Regions from separate parts of the Xenopus tropicalis genome. Here region 1 is linked to region 2. The links are chromatin contacts, called in public Hi-C maps. All regions are on one chromosome and are shown on one strand. Each heading gives the region's core, a stretch centred on a gene start, on an enhancer-like site or on the middle of the called end of the contact. The rest is flanking DNA. Distances are from core to core; before and after follow the strand shown.

Region 1 (5,800 bases), core at 1,866-4,365, 50 kb after region 2:
AGATTCTATTACAATTCAATGTATTTTAAATCTCTGTTTAAAACAAATTCCCAGATTCCTTAATTATCTATATCAGGAATTCTTGGCAGATTGTTTTCTTTTGTACATGAAGATTAAACAAGTCTTGCAGACATTAATAATGAGACCCATGCTTTAACCATTTACTTCCACTGCAAGGAGAAGGGAGAAAAAAAAGAGAGAGTTAAAAAAACATATAAAATTTGCAATTACAATTCCATGCAATATTATAAATACACGTAAAAGAATGCTTTTCACCCCATCTTGCAGCTTTGTAGCTGAGATGAATCTCAGATTCTAAAATCACCACAAGAAAAATTGTAGTACCCACAAGGAAACAAGTTCCCTGGTCTAAAGAAGTTTGGGCATTTGTCTCTTAAGCTTAGACTTACAATAACATACCTCTCTGAAATATCATAAATAATGGATTGCCATAGCAAGAAAACAAGTAAGACAAATTCAAACATCCTATTATTTTGTTACTTAGCAGTAACAAAGGCTACCACATGGCAAGAAAAATGCCAATACCAATATAGTTTTCCAAATCATTATGCCTCACTTAACTTGAATTTAACAAAACACTAACAGGGTTGGGTGTTAGTGCTTAGGCTGAAAACAGTCAAACATGTTCTGACTTCACAAAATAGTCAAACCAGAGAATGCTGGCCATAAGGGCATAAACTCCTCTTCTCAGCAGAACAGACTTATTCAATAACTTTTGTTCCTAAAAATATGCAAAAAAATAGATTAACAATGTTCTAGTCTTAAACAAGAAAGTAATACTGGAACTAAAAGCTAGAACAACACCATGTAATGACCTCAAGCAGAAACTTTTCTTCCCTGGTCCTGCTCTCAGTCACAGACTAAGAAAATGTTTAAAACACGGCATGTGTGAGTCAAGCCATGACTCACTTGTTCACAGGTATAATTCTAACATCTTAACTTATGCAAAACTGCACTTCTAGTTTCCTCCAGTTTTGCAAATTAACAGTAAACCACAAATTGCTGTCACAGAATCAGTAGTCACTGACATGTGATTAGCTCTTTTAAAGTACATGTAAAGTCTATTTTACTGGTTACCAAGATGTTAGGTGAAATAGATCATAGTTACATTAAGTTGGGTTGAAAAAAGACAGAAGTCCATCAAGTTAAACCCTTCCAAGTGAACCCACCACACACACATAAACCCTTAAGCCTATCTCTACACTCACAAACATAATCTATATATACCGACATCAGTACTAATTTTTGTATCACAATAGCCTTGGATATTATGCTTGTTTAAGAAATCATCCAAGCCTCTCTTAAAGGCATTAACAGAATCTGCCATCACATCATCATTCGGAAGGGCATTCACTGCCCTCACCGTCTTTGCACTCTCTTCAGCTCATTAATATCCTTTTTAAGGACTAGAGCCCAAAACTGCACTGCATACTCTAGGTGAGGCCTCACCAGAGACCTATAAACGGGCAAAATTATGTTTTCATCGCTTGTGTCAATAGTTTTTCCTTGGGCCACTGCTCCTGTTAAGAGTAAACTGCACCAGCCCATGGAAAAGCTACGTAAGAGGTGTGCCGGCATCTTCTAACCTGAGATCTTCATCCATTTGGAGTTCTGCACATGTGCAGTAGAGTAAATTGTGTTTGTTTACTCTACTGCAAACAGGGATTGTCACAAAGAACACTTGGGACACTGGTCGGAAGGTAAGTAATATGCCATCACAGAGCTGATACAGCTTTTCCTCAGACTGGCGTTTTCTCTGAAAGGGTCTCTGTCGTGATTTTTATGGTGTACTTTTTATTACTACATTACATTGTTTACATAACAAATAATTCACTCTACCATTTAAAATTTTATTCTTGAAACAACAAATGCATTTTAGTTGTAATATTGGTGTGTCGGCAGCCATCTCAGTGCATTGTGCCTGATTCTAAACTTTCAGAAGGAGCCAACGCTACACATTAGAACTGCTTTCAGGTAACCTATTGTACTCCTACTCTCCATGTAACCGGAGGAGTCCTAAATTGGACTTGGATTTTCTACTATTAAGTGCTAATCTATAGCTGCTATCTTGCTGCTGATCAGTTGCTTAAGGGGGAAGGGAGGGGGTGAGATAACTCGAACTTGCAGCTCAGCAGTAAAGAGTGACTGAAATTTATCAGAGAAGTCACATGGCTGTGGCACCCTGGGAAATGACGAATAGGGCTAGTCCCATGTAAAATTTAAAAAAAATCTTTCACTATTTCACTTTTAAATGGATTTCAATGCAGGATTCTGCTGAAGAAGCTCTATTAACTGATGATGTTTTGTTTTCCCATGAAAGTAATCCATTAACAGGAGCACCGACCTGGGGAAAAAACATAGCAATCTATTTCACTGGAAGGGGGGGGGGAGGTGCCTAATCTGTTTGAAAGAGAAGTTTTTCTAGGACCTTGGGTTTGACTCCAGCCAGGTTGTCTTGTTTCCCTAACCACAGAAATGTAGTAACGTGTATTGTATTATCCTGAGAATAACAAAACATAATATATGGTAGAGACTGGTGTATTTATTTATTAGTTCATTTGTAGTACTTTACCTTGCATAAATTAGCAGAACCTAAATGCTGTGTATGTATTACTGCTGGGATGCATAAGAGTTCAATGTTGTGAACACCCATCAGTACAAAGACTGTAGAATAGCAGTGCTGATTGGCACCACATGATATAAACAATGCACTCAGTGGGGAGATGAATTCACTAACAGAGGAGTTGAGGGCCTATGTATAAAAAAAAACAAAAACAAAAAAAAAAACAGGCTTCACACAGTTTTTAAAAGGTATGGTTACATTTACGATTGCAAAATTTGTGAAAATACCAGTATTGTATGTAAGCAAAGATGTTTTAATATGCACGTATTTGAATAAAATTGTGTTTTTAGGCATTTCTATTTACAAAATACACACTGCAATAATCTTGCATTCTAGACAAATTGAATACACTTACAATAGTATATTAATGAATGATACAACACTGTTGGTTTTGTAGTATAAACAGCACAAGAGGACCCTTTATTCTAAGAAAACAGCATGTCAGAGGTCAGCGTGTCAAGGGGTCAATAGAGCTGCTGTTCCTTTTGTGAGGATAAAGTACTAGAAAGAGACATTAAGTATTCTGACTCTATGGTTTCACTGATTCAGCTGATACATTCCCAGGGACAAGCTTTATTAGATGAAGAGGAAACACTTCACATACCTTCCTAACAAGTTTTTTTGGCAGGACAATAAAACATGATAGTGGAAACCTCTGAGAGAACAAAGAGTAACAACATACCTTAGTTGTGCTCCACACTGTAGCTCCAGTTTGTTGCTAATTCTAATTTCATTTTTTTTTTTTTTCAAAAAAGAGTGACAAAAAGTCCAATTACTATGGAAAATAAAACAGTTTACAGGTCCACAACAGGTAAACAAGGGAGGACTTGAACAACTAGCACTGCCATCAATACAAACAAGTAGACCACAAGAGGCCAGCTACTGTAAAATGAACCATGACAAATATTAATAGGTTTCATCTGGAAAAATGGCTACATGCGGTAATTGTCTTAATGTCTAATCAGATTAAATCAATATATTTTCTCATTGCCAAAGCAGGTAGGGAAGTGTAATGGGTGGGGTTAGGCATTGTTTGAATTGGGGTGGAGCGCAAAAGTAAGCCACAACTACAATTATAAGTAACACCCACAGCTATAAGAAGCCTTGCCCACCAGTACTTTCTGGTTTCACCCACTTTAAAGCAAAGCAATTTTGCTATTTCCATCAACTGAACAGTTTGATGCCCAATATGCATTGATTAAAATGAGAACTGTGCATATTACATTTCTTGGCTGCTAATTCAGCTTCTGAAAACACAGCACCCTGCCTGCATATTGTGTGTTGTAAAATACTCTAATAGTACGAAGACCCTAACAAACCAAATATGTTAGTTTTCTTCCAAACTACAAAGCTATTCTAAAGGCAGTGGTTTTCATGCCATTTATGAAAACTGCCCAAATTATTGAAACTTGCCCCATTTATCTCACAATTTTTTACTTACTAAAAAAACCATATGAACTCCAGGGAGTCTGCTGAACAGTTTTATAACCAATATGCATACATTTACCAAAGTATGCAAGCTAACTTGAGTTAACATGCCACACATCCAGGGACACTTCTAGAAAATTCAATTTAAATGGTGGCACTAATTGCATTTAATTTAAATGCAATCAGTTAACAGTAAGGGAAGTCCGTTTAACTTGCATTACCCCCCCCCCTTTTTTTCCCCCATGTGATCTGATAACTTTACAATGGTCTTCTCAAGGACAAGCACAGCTGTCAAAATCCCCTTCTCCAGTAGCAGCTGTTTTGCATTCTAAATATGTTGTATTCAACTGAATTTTCACTAAAGGAAACAATTTATTAAGAAGTTGTCCCTTTGGTGGTAGAGAGGACAGTATTTACAGTTGTCTATCAAGCATGTGGCTTGCAATGCCTGTTAATGGGTCATTAACACCAAAAGGAGAACATCTACAATTACAGATTATATGTCTATCCTGCAGGTACAAATAAAATATTTATTGGCAGGTTTAAATCCTACAGATGTGTAGAGGGCCACTGCATTTAATCTCTGTTTACATCCACCTAAGTTTAAAACCATTTTATTCTAAACATCTTATCTGTTATATGCTGTGCAAAGTGGGCCCTACAGGCCAATTTGATCTTGAATGGCAACACCATGGCTATACAGTAGCCAATTTAAATAAATTATATTAAACCTCCTGATTGAACACACTACTTTAACATGTACAGGTTAAGAGTAGATTATATTTAAATCTATACAAAGCCCTTTTCATTTTTGGTTTTTGGGCTTTTGAACCTTTATCATATATTTCCTCTTCCAAAGTCTGAATGTCAGTGTATCAATAAAATGTTACCGTATGCTATGAACATTTAATGAGAGATCTTGATACTACCCCTTTAGGGTGAAGACACATGGAGCTACTAATAACAGCTACTTGTCACGACTACAAAAACAGACAATGTTGATCATTTACTGCTAACTGTCTCTATGTGTGTTTCAGCAGAGGCAATTCTTAGTATTATCTATGGCAGGGTTTTTTCTGGCATTTAATAGCTGTGAAAAGTAGCTGCTACTAAGTAGATCCTTGTGTCTTCACTGTTACAGGGAATGAGGAGCATGGTGAACAATGCACTTCATTGTAATTTTATCAACTGAGGACTATTAATTATTTGAGATGGCCTTGATTATATTTACTTCCCAGGACATACAGTATAAGACTCTGAAGTCTGAATTCGATTTATGCCACCAAAAACACCTTTGGGTCATATTTGGCCCCAATAGTTATTAAACCTTCAGATAAAGGTGGGAAAAATAGTGACTTGGCCTATATTAATGTACATTAAAAAATTATCAAACACCTTAATGATGAGCAGTGTTACCGCAGACTTCATTCACATTACATTGTACAGTTCAGGAATAAAAACAGCCTGATAACTGATGGATATGAACCAAACCTTAAAGGAGAAGGAAAGGTAAAAACTAAGTAAGCTTAATCAGAAAGGTCTATGTAAATACAGCCATAAGCACCCACAGAAACACTGCATGGAGTTCTCTGTAAAAAGATTAGTTGTGTCTGTTTTCCTCTGCCACAGACATGCAGCTTTCAGCTCTCTCCTCTCTGCTGCTCCCCCCTCCCTCAAGAATGCTAAGAACTCACTCCCCCCCTTAGGAATGTGGATCTGAGCCAATCA
Region 2 (6,031 bases), core at 1,549-4,048:
GAAGCGGATCTGGCAGAGGGGAATGAAACACATGTGCAGTATGAAGCAAGGAGGGAAAGGAAGGGAGAATACCTTTTTAGAGATGGCTGCCTGTTCTAGAAAATGTGAAGTAAGTGTGACTGAGTAAATATTTGATTAGGTGAGCCAAAAGTGTGGCGTTTTTACTAAACAATAGGAGGACTATTGGGCAGTATGCTTTTTAAATTTTGACTTGCATTCTCCTTTAAGGGTTCCGGTTTGCTCCTAGTGTTTCTGTGTAATACATTTTTGGATTATATCAGTGTACAGAGATTTAGGTGCATCTCTGCCTTTTAAAATGAGGTACAGGAAAGCAGGGGTGTCTCCAGGGGCCTACTTTTTTTTCTTATCCTTCTATTCAGGCCCTCTACTATTCACATTCTAGTCTCTTATTGAAACCAATGCCTGGTTGTTATGGTAAACTGGAACCTAGCAACCGGATAGCTGGTTGGAGAGTTGCAGAACACAAAGCTAAATAATTAAAGAATCGCAACTGAAAATTGTCTTACAAAAGCAGGCTCTAGACCGATCATACTAAAAGTTAAATTAAAGGCATACAACCCCTTTAATGAATTATAAGATAATGAAAATACCTGTAACAAAACAAATAGATTATTTGCAACCTACCCACAGTGAAAAACATTTCTCATTAACAGGTATGAGCTAAAAGTTTAAGTTATGTTATAAATGTTAATTTTAAAAGACTTGCACCTTTAGCATTGTTATTCAAGAGACATATATGCGAAATAAGACGTTACAGAAACTACTGTAATAGATATGTCTGAAAAATGAAAATAAAAACAAAGTTAAAAAAAATAAAAATAGCTGTAACATAGTTATTAGATTTTCTTGTAGAGGGCAACAGGCTGTTTGGATTTATTACTACATATGAAAAATTAAAGAAAGGTCTTGCTAAAGAGTACCAAGTCTCTATAGCTTCCCATTGTATCACGTATTGGAAGTTATGAGTCAAGATAAGGGTCTTGTCAAACAGACCTTTAATATTTGGATTATATTATGGATCACAATAAAGCAACTAATATTATATTAAAGCACTGGTACATCTTGGATAGTGGTAGGAGTTATTGGAAAAAGCCTTGTTTAAAAAAATAGAAGAAACCTACTATTAAAGAGAAATTAGAAGTCAAGGTACTGCAACCCAAGGATAAAAGTAACAGGAGAAATGGAAATATTTTATTTGTTATATACTGGGAAAAATACTGGGAGAAGGCTAAGGGAACCAACATTAAAATTGCTGAGCATAGAGGTGATAAAGGGAAATGTATTCCATTTATCTATAAGAATTATGCAAAAGCCACTTTGCAGAATTATTTTTTTTTTATTTATATCATTGGCACATAAAGGGTTATCCAATAAGATGCAATTTAATGCCTTGTTTTGTAGCCCCACGAGTTACTCTTTATATTCCTTGTAGATTGTAAGCTCTTTCCTTGTAGATTGTAAGCTCTTTTGGGCAGGGCCCTCTTCACCTCTTGTATCGGTTATTGATTGCTTTATATGTTACTCTGTATGTCCAATGTATGAAACCCACTTATTGTACAGCGCTGCGGAATATGTTGGCGCTTTATAAATAAATGTTAATGTAATGTAATGTAATTAGTCTGTATATATTAGCAGCATCCATGGGTAACTATGGGCATAGAAATGCTGTATATAAAGACTGGAAACTGTATACTGTGCAGTGGTACACAAACCAGTAGGGGAAAGCACGGCCATCTTTGTTTCATCCAGAAGTGTGCATGTTTGCTGGGACAGAGGAAGAGTGGCAACAACTTTATGGTTCATTTTATGGTTCATTGAATTTTCACGTTATCTTTCATATTCTTCACAATAATTTCTCCATTACCTTTCTTTACTACAGCCCTGGAGACAAGCCCTTGGACTGAAATTATCTTTTTAATATCTTGAGTTCCTAAAAGCATATACTTTTTACTGATTTTACATATAAGAAACTGCTAATGAATTGGTTTGTGCAATATTTTATGAATTAGGACAGTTAGTTGACTAGAAGACTGGCCAGGCATGCATTTAATAGGTTTTAACCAATTGAGAAATACATACTTTTATTAAGCATTGTATTAAGAATACATTTATTTGGTGGCAAGGTTACCCCATAACATTTATATTTTTTCATTACTTTTATAACATATATGTTTTTCAACAATCATTTTTCTTCATATTCTTTTAATTTTACATCATTTATTCCAAGATCCATCAGTAGAATAAAATGTTTGGTTGAGAAAGCACAGAAATTAATAAATTTAAAAACTATAAAAAAATAATTTTCAAATATAAATCAGTTTAAGAGCATTATGCATAAAGCATATTAGGTTTTGTCATTGTATAAACATGCACCTAAACTGTAATGAATACCTAAGATTTAGAAAAATTATTAGTCTAAATGCAGAAATGACTTCTATAAAAGGTATACACATACCTATTGTTTAAGTATGTTTTCTTTATGACCTAGTAAAGTTGTTTTTGAGAATTCTCTTAACACAACAATATTAGATGGCATTGCCCCTTAACACTTAATTTTCTATCATTCTAAAACGTAACAAGTTAAAAAGCCTGGCACAAAAATGGTAAATGCAAAGTCTAAATTTAATATATTTATTTTTCAATGACTGCACAAGGTAAAAAGTTTTGCCAAAGCAAATCCAAGATCACAGACACCCCCCCCCCAATTCCTAGCACACACACTCCACATTAATTAGATCTGGCTGAGACTTCACACTCTTATCATGACTGCTGAGGAGTGCCAAGTCCTTTTGTGTGAAAATAGTCTTCTGCCAGCACCAACTGCAAGTTAACTTAATGCCTGAATTTAATGCTGAGGATTTTACTACACAACCTGAAACAAACAGATTTATGGCTAAACATTAAATAGCAAGCCAAAAGTCCAAATTTAGAGGTTTTATTGACTTCTTAGAAACAAAATAACCAGGCATATTAGTGTTTGGATTGTGCAACAGACATTCAGTTCCATTGTACTACTCAGAAGGGCATGAAAAGAAACCCTACTGTTTGAAATCCAGCGGAACATCCCCACAACAGAGCACAACTGTTCCCTTATGCATGAATGGGAAGGAGATGAAAGGAAAGATGGACTTCTGAGGTACTGAAAAAACAAAGAAAACAAAAGTGCTGATCATGAGGGAATGACACAACTCATTGCTACGAAAGGGATGAGAGAAAGGATCTCGGACAATGGAGAAGACAGCTAAGTGACATGTAGAAGAATTGAAAAATCTACAGAAGAACTGCCTTTTCTTTCTGCACTTGATGAGAAACAATTAGATGTTGGTACAGCCATCATAAAAAGATAATTGAAACCTGTTACTATCAACCTGTGTACAGTGGGTGACCCCCACAAAGGCTTTACATTACAAATTAGAATTTTGCCCTCTGTCATCTACACCACTGACCAAAATAAAAGAATATAATTTCTCTGATGCTTTACTTTGTTGGGGTTCAGCAGGAAATGTGGCACAGATAAAAAAAATTACATGATTACAGACATTTCTCACCATTCACTAAAATCCAACTCACTCAAATGCAGACAAAAATGGAAAAAATTAAACCTTTCCAACACTCAGTTATTAATCAAATATCAGTCTTTAATGAGGACCATGAAATATTCTGTGAACCGAAATGTAAATAAAGTAACAGACCAATAAAGAAGGAAAACAGGAAAATGCTAATTCATAATGGTCTTTTTTAATACACAATTGCCTTATTAACACAGTGCAATTTTATTAAATATTCAAAAAACAACATATTATTCCTACTTCTGCATAACTTGCATTACATATACGTCATACCACCCCCCCCCCCCAAAAAAAATACACACAAATAGGTTAACTTACTTCCAGAGCTTTTTTTCGTTTTGCAAAACAGCCTGGGAAAAAGGCGCTTTTCACAACTAGCCTATTGACTGTTATTATTTACGGAGTAACATGCAAGAAGATCACAAAAGTGAAAAGCAGTTATTGACCCTGTCAAAATACCTGATTAATGGATAAACGCTGTAATTGATTAGCAGAGAAGTGTGAATTAAAACAGAACTCGGCATCAATAATGAGCCTCTTACAAAGGTAGCTGACATAAAATGTAAAACGATAGCCTGCAGCTATATCTCATCAAAGACAAGCTTCCTTAAAAAGCAAAAGGGAAAAACTGTCTCAGCGCCTTGTCCTCTGCAATTCTTTTGGTCTTTTCTTTTGGTAATGATGCTATGTATTAAACCACCAGCAAACTGTTATGGGAATTACTCATCAATCCACCTTCATACATCAAGTAAAGCAAGGCTGTTAAATGGATCTATTATCTTCCCACTTCTTTAACACTTAAGGAATTCCAAGCTGTTTTTTATTTTAAATGTGTGAACTCTGCAATTCCCTGAAATCCTTTCAAATAACTTTGTTTTTCTTTGAAAATTCTAAATCAAAATGATACAGTTACAGCTCTATTTAAAGAACCACCAAGAGATTAGATTGTATTTTCGCCCAATATCTTTTTTTGCACTTGCTGATATTAGCCAGAACAAGATTTTACTCCACAAAGTCCTATATTTCAACCTAATTAATTATTCTGGGTAGTTTAGAGATGTATAATTCTATTCACTTATCCAGTTAACATTATGAATGAACCTACCATATCCATTCACAGCTAAAATATATTTCTCTGTTTTTACTGATATCCTGAATTGACATTCTATAATACACAGAATGGAGATACAGTATCAACCATTCTCCTTTTGCATAAAGCCTTGTAGAACTGTGCTGTATTTCATTACATCCAGTATACTTTAGGTTTTGTGTTTGCAAGCTTTCACACAGCCCCCTCCAGCTCTGTGGCACCCTGTGAAACTGCATAGGTCAGGTGTAGGCTTGCCCTTTGCATCATACAGAGAAAAACTGGTTCCAAAGCTGCTCTACAGAATGCATTTCCAGGAACCCATATCTGGCCATTTTAAGGGGGATGTTTATGAATTAGCTATTGGGCCTGAAAAGGCTAAAAGTAAATCCCAAACTATGGGGCTCATTTATCAAAGTACGAATTTTCGCCAATTAAAAGCACGATTGGAAAAAAATCGGACTAACCACGATAATTTCTGATGTACGTTAATTGCGCGAAAATTTGTATCGTGGGTTATACGAAAATATTGTGGTGTGATCCGAAAGTTACGAAATTTTAGTATCCGAACGATCGTAAACGGCGGGAAAACCCTTCTGACTTGATCCTTCTGTGATTTTGGAAGCCTCCCATAGGACTCATTGGCACTCTGCAGCTCCAACCTGGCCAAAGGGAAGTCACAATACCGAAGCTTGAATGAATTCCGAAACTTTCGTAGTCATTGTGACAAATATAATTTTGTCACACAAATTGACGCAAAGCACAAAAGTTGCGTAATTTAATGAAAAAAAACTTAGAAAAAACGCAAAGTCATTCATACTCAGATAAATGTGCCCCTATGTGTTTTCGATAAGAAGACATGTCTAAAAATTATATGACTTAGGTATGCAATGGTGAACAGAACAGAATTCAGAGAAAAAAAGGACTCATGGCAATATAAGAACAGTAAGTACCCCAACATGAGAAAACTTAAATCAGAGATTTTCAAATTGGTGATCTCTGATAGGAGGAAAGCATGTTGGACATTCCTGGCATGAATATTACAACTAATAATATTACATTTTTTAGGGAATAAGTCCGATTAAGACTGAAGGATACAAAACATCCATACCTTGTCCTAAAATGTTTACTGAAGGTGAGCAATGCTCACAATAATTAATACACATATCACTTAGCAAAAGCAGAGGAGAAGCTATTAGGGTAAACATTTCTAAACTTTAAAGGTGGCAGCCATTCCTAAACTGTGGGCCCAGGAGGGCCCCTAGAAGTGGATAGTGAAATGTGCATTGGGTGGATGCATTCAGTACTGAATGGAATATGGACATTTGCAAAGAACAGTATGCAATTGTAATTT

Evidence for each region. Hi-C and Micro-C count contacts between places; a contact is called where the count stands out from the background.
Region 1: a Hi-C map of neurula embryo shows a contact between it and region 2, with 1.7 times the contacts expected there. The contact joins two enhancer-like sites. A contact is called at or near these places in 2 of 5 Hi-C or Micro-C datasets (brain and neurula embryo).

Annotation. Positions count from the first base shown.
Region 1 is chr2:120,968,941-120,974,740 of UCB_Xtro_10.0, forward strand. The region is part of intron 1 of clybl (citramalyl-CoA lyase, mitochondrial); the gene reads right to left. Among named protein-coding and RNA genes, the nearest start is that of clybl, 34 kb to the right of the region's middle. Within about 2 kb of position 3,116, at least 2 of the 11 cell types and tissues checked have an H3K27ac peak or open chromatin away from gene starts, as enhancers often do. A contact at or near this core is called in neurula embryo, where this site is marked.
Region 2 is chr2:120,919,688-120,925,718 of UCB_Xtro_10.0, forward strand. The region is part of intron 1 of clybl (citramalyl-CoA lyase, mitochondrial); the gene reads right to left. Among named protein-coding and RNA genes, the nearest start is that of clybl, 83 kb to the right of the region's middle. Within about 2 kb of position 2,799, at least 2 of the 11 cell types and tissues checked have an H3K27ac peak or open chromatin away from gene starts, as enhancers often do. A contact at or near this core is called in neurula embryo, where this site is marked.